Linked DNA regions of Sus scrofa: region 2 is linked to region 1. A link is a contact called in public Hi-C data. All regions are on one chromosome and are shown on one strand. The core of a region is the stretch at or near the end of the contact, and the rest is flanking DNA. Distances in the headings are between cores, read along the strand shown.

What was found. A called contact is a pair of places that touch in the nucleus more often than the background predicts.
Region 2: a Hi-C map of heart right ventricle shows a contact between it and region 1, with 2.1 times the contacts expected there. The contact joins two enhancer-like sites. A contact is called at or near these places in 1 of 5 promoter capture datasets (liver), 5 of 47 Hi-C or Micro-C datasets (embryonic fibroblasts, fetal skeletal muscle, heart right ventricle and 2 more) and 1 of 2 datasets of contacts at active chromatin or transcription factors (alveolar macrophages).

Annotation. Positions count from the first base shown.
Region 1 is chr6:83,530,089-83,532,650 of Sscrofa11.1, forward strand. No RefSeq gene overlaps it. Among named protein-coding and RNA genes, the nearest start is that of PDIK1L, 11 kb to the right of the region's middle. Within about 2 kb of position 1,268, at least 15 of the 83 cell types and tissues checked have an H3K27ac peak or open chromatin away from gene starts, as enhancers often do.
Region 2 is chr6:83,778,254-83,780,815 of Sscrofa11.1, forward strand. No RefSeq gene overlaps it. Among named protein-coding and RNA genes, the nearest start is that of ZNF683, 14 kb to the left of the region's middle. Within about 2 kb of position 1,293, at least 7 of the 83 cell types and tissues checked have an H3K27ac peak or open chromatin away from gene starts, as enhancers often do.

The sequences.
Region 1 (2,562 bases), core at 18-2,517:
TTGTCAAAACCCATACACACAAAGAGGGATGTCACTGTGGACTTTGGACACTGGTCGGATTCATTTCCACTGTGCCACAACGGGAACCCCCTGGATGATGATAATAATATGTCTGTGCCAGTTCATTGACTGTAACAAATGCACAGCGTCCACGGTGGGGGAGGCTGGGGTTGGGCAAGACACAGGTGTATGGGGATTCTGTACATTCTGCCCTTTTACTATGAATGTAAAAATGCTCTAAAAAAATCAAGGTGTTGTTTTTTTCTTTTGGTTTTTTTAGGGCCGCCTCCATAGCATATGGAGGTTCCCAGGCAAGGGGTTGAATCAGAGCTGTAGCTGCTGGCCTACACCACAGCCACGGCAATGCCAGATCCAAGCCGAGTCTGTGACCTACACCACGGCTCACGGCAACGCCGGATCCTTAACCCACTGAGCAAGGCCAGGGATCAAACCTGTGTCCTCATGGATGCTAGTCAGATTCATTTCCACGGAGCCATGAAAGGGAACTCCTAAGGTTGTTTATTTTTTTTAAGTCATTTAAGAAAACAAAGAAGCACTGTCTGGTAAAATTGTTACCTCGGGTGGGGGAATGGGAAATTCCTGGAAGATCTGTGTTCCTTGAGGTCTGCTACTCATACGAGAAGGAATAAGAAGGAAGTCATGTGTAAAAGAGGATAGGCTGCTAACACCTCCTCTTTACACTTTACAGGATGCATGGCACACTAAGCCCTGTGCTTCTATCAATAATTACATTTGTTCTTTCAACAGCCAAATGAAAATGTTTACATAACATGAAAGACTTGAAAATTGTTATTATTCCTTCCCAGTGAGCAGTTAACAGGTAATAGATTTTCCCAGTCACCCTGGTCTGTCTGAGCCCAGAGGCTGAGCAATAAGGCCCTGGGGCGGGTTGGGGGCTCTCAGCCCCCTTCCACCTTTAACATTTCATGATTTTATGAGTTGATTTCTCTTCCAGGGGCACAGGTGAGGGGCCTTGTTCACTTGGGCATTGGATCCCTGGAAGGGCTGTGTCCTTAGGGGACTGAGATTTTGACTGCCTGGAGCTTGACTTCATGCAGGAATTTCACACCTTCCCAGACCCTAGACTGCAGGTGGAGGGTGTCTGGTGGGAAAAGGGGCCAAGTGCTGTCTGCAAGGCCGGAAAGGGCTGATCCCACAGTGACTGCAGGCTCCTCTCCGCCCTCAGCCACCTGTTCCCCAGCTCCACCCTCCTCACCCCTCCACCTCATCTTTGGAATGCTAAATCCAAGAGCTGGTGGGGCCGGTTGGGTATTAATAACTGGACTCTGACGTTTGCACTGATTAGAAAGGCATTCCCTCCTGGCAGCCGAGACATTTGCATGCCTTTTCGGCTCATCTCTCCAGGGCCCTGAAGAGAATGAGAGGGGGTCAGATAATAATCATAAGCATAGCCACCCTGTTCTGAGTGCTCTAGGGTGCCAGGCCGAGTGCCAAATGCACCATCCACCTGCTTGCCTTGGATCCCTTCAGGTGCTTTTATTTTATTTTTATTTTTTGGTCTTTTTAGGACCACGCTTGTGACATATGGAGGCTCCCAGGCTAGGAGTCAAATCAGAGTTGCAGCTGCCAGCCTACAGCATAGCCACAGTAACTCGGGATCCGAGCTGAATCTGCGACCTATACCACAGTTCATGGCAACACTGGATCCTTAACCCACTGAGCGAAGCTAGGGATCAAACATGCGTCCTCACGGATGCAAGTCAGGTTCATTTTTGCTGAGCCAGGACTGGAACTCCCCTTCAGTGCTTTTAGCATCTCCACTTTCTATGCGGGGAAACTGAGGTTCTTGAGAGGTCGAGTAACGTGCCTTGGGTGACACAGCAGGTGAGCAGCTGGGCAGAAACTCAAATCCTATCTGCCAGCAGCACCAGCCCTCTCCTGGGTGGTGAGAGCCAAAGACAGACGTCCTGCTCCGGCCACATAAACACTCAACAAGGCAGCCCAGTTCCTTTAACTTCCAGGAACAGAGTGACTGGGAGGGCGTGGGATGTGGGGGAGGGGGAGCTTCCAGGAAGTGGATGGCAGGACCAGGCCTGTTGACCCAGGCCTCGTGACAGCCCAGCCTGGGACAGGGGTGCTTCCGGGTGGGGAATCAGGTGACAGGAACCTCTGTTCCTGGGTGGGGGAAGGGGACACGGTCTACCCGGGACAGGCCTCCACCCCTTACTCACCTGTTCTCTTCCTCTTCACTCCTTTGAAGTGCTCGACTACTGGGGGCCTCCTAGGAGACAGGGTCCATCCCAGGGAGAGGAGAGCAAAGGGGCTCATTGTCCACAGGCTCACAGTCACAAAGGCCTCAAAACTTAGGGTTTTGACATTAGCTTTTTTCCTTTCTTTCTTTCTTTTTTTTTTTTTTTTTTTTTTTTTTTGCTGCACCCATGGCATATGGAAGCTTCCAGGCCAGGGACTGAATCTGAGCTGCAGCTTTGACATTCACCACGGCTGCAGCAATGCCAGATCCTTAACCCACCGTGCCACAGCGGGAACTCCCGCCATTAGGTTTTGAGTGGCAAGCAGCAT
Region 2 (2,562 bases), core at 43-2,542, 250 kb after region 1:
CCTTTTTTTTTTTTTTCTTTTTCTTGTGTGGATTTCGCATAGGTCTGGAGCAGCAGTTACAGATTCCCCATCTTTTCTGAGTGAACCAAAGGGGGCAGCTCCCGGACTGGTCAGTTCTGTAGAGTTGTTCTGGAATTGTTCCCGGAGGCTTAGTCTAGAGCCTGTTCTCTATCCCTTCTAGTTATTTTGGAAGAATTTAATGCCCTGTACAACATCCTTTTCCACTTGGCAATAGCAGTTTATTTTATGCACAGCTGAGTCCTAAGGAATACACCTGCTTTGCCCACGTTGTCTTGCATGAGGACACCTAACTGTTCTGTGCCTCTGTACCCTCATCTTTAGAATGGAAGGAGTACCTCATTGAGGATTAAATGTGAAGTCTTTTAAGAACCTAATACTACTTGACAATAATAGTTCATGAACCAACACTATTTGGTCATTTTATCAGGAGTCATGGCAGCTTGTACACCTGTGAAGTAAAAGACTCAGTCTCCATCCTCCTTCCTCCCAGAAGTCTACCCTTATCTTTCCTATCTCTGCATCCTTAAAACTCAGAGCCAAGAGGTGTAGGTCTAGTTGTGCAGCTAAGAGGGTGGGGCAGGGAAGAGACCACCAGATTGGGATTTGGACAATCTAGGTACCTCTTTTACAGATGAGAAGAGCGAGGCTTGGGGGAGATAAAGAATTTGCTGAAGATCCACAAGCCACGAAGAATGGATCTGAAGGCACTTTTGTCTGACCCTAGAGTGTCAGCCCTTTCACCAGCACTCTGTGCACAAACCTGTTATTTTATTTATTATTATTATTATTACTCTTTTTAGGGCCACAGCACTCCAAGGCATATGGAAGTTCCCAGACTAGGGGTCAAATTGGAGCTATAGCTGCTGGCTTATGCCACAGCCACAGCAACGTGGGATCTGGGCCACATCTGCTCCCTACACCACAGCGCATGGCAACGCCAGATCCCTGACCCACTGAGTGAGGCCAGGGATTGAACCTGCATCCTCATGGATATTAGTCAGATTCATTTCTGCTGTGTCACGATGGGAACTCCCAGACCTGTTACTTTTAGCACATGACCCACTCCCCATTCATCTTGGGGAAAGGAGTTGGCAACCTCATTTCAATGAGAAATTATCTCAACAGGCAGCCCCCTGGATTGCCCAGTGGCCAAGGTCACCACTCCAGAAAACTGGGGCAATTTGGGTACCAGAAAGAGCATTCAGAAGGCAGCAAGTCCCTTGCTAGGATCTGGCTCAGAGGACAACCCTGATTGCTCACCCAAGGAGTCAGGAGAGAAAGATCTATTCACTCAGCTGATATGGACCAAGAACAAGCAGTTCACGAGGTGCGACAGGGGTGGCAGGAACTCGTGATTTGGCAGGGAGCCCAGGCACAGACCATTTCTCCTCCCTCTCCTGCCCAACAGCAGGCCTGTGAGCTTTCCAAGGACACCCTCCCCAGGGCTCCAGGGCAGGCCCCCAGTCCCCAGGGCAGTGGGCAACTTCTTCCTCAAAGACCAGACCTCAGTTCAGCAAACTCTCCCTCCTCTGAGGGTCTGCAGCCCTTGTTTCAGACAGACCGATCCTCAGGGACAAATCCTGCCTTGCGTCAAGATTACAGTAGGAGGCCTGGACTGACCTCAAACCTACATCAGCCCCAGTGGACTTGTGCGACCTTGGCATGTTACTGAGCCTCTGTGAACCTCTTTCTTCACCTGTAAAACAAGGTTACTAATACCTACTTTGCTGGAGAGGTAAAGAGAGCATTGGGAGTTCCCTTGTGGTGCAGCAGGTTAAGGATCTGACATTGTCACTGCAGCATCCCAGGTCACTGGCGCAGTTTCAGTGCCTAGCCGAGGAACTTCCGCATGCCACAGACTCGGCCAAAAAAAAAAAAAGATAAGTAAGAATGTCTGGGGACAACTGTTTACTAGATAATCATTCTCTTCACCTGGCCCCTCTTGGCCACTTCAGATTATATCATCCCTCAGGGCAGAGACCAAACCGTACTATCTCTTCATCCACAACCACACCCACCCACACCCACACAGGGATGCTTCCTGACGAAATGTGGAATGAGTCAACAGCTAGAAGCCTATCGTCTAAACCACTGAATTTGTTTCAATCATTCATTTGTTGAACAAATGTCTTGAGTTTCAAGCAGGTGCCAAACCCTGTACCTGGTGCCAAGGACATAAAACATGAGGTATGGTCCCTGTCCCCGGGGGGCCCACAGGCTATGATGAAACAGATACATCAGGGAGTTCCCATTGTGGCTCAGGGGCAACGAACTCAACTAGGATCCATGAGGACGTGGGTTTGATCCCTGGCCTCGCTCAGTGGGTTAAGAATCCAGCATTGCCGTGAGCTGTGGTGTAGGTCGCAGATGTGGCTCGGATCTGCATTGCTCTGCCTGTGGTGTAGGCTGGCAGCCACAGCTCTGATTCGACCCCTAGCCTTGGAACCTCCACATGCCTCAGGTGTGGCCCTAAAAAAAAAAAAAAAAGAAAAAACAAGACCAAACTGAGCGCAGAAATGTTAATTAGCTTGTTTGAGGCCA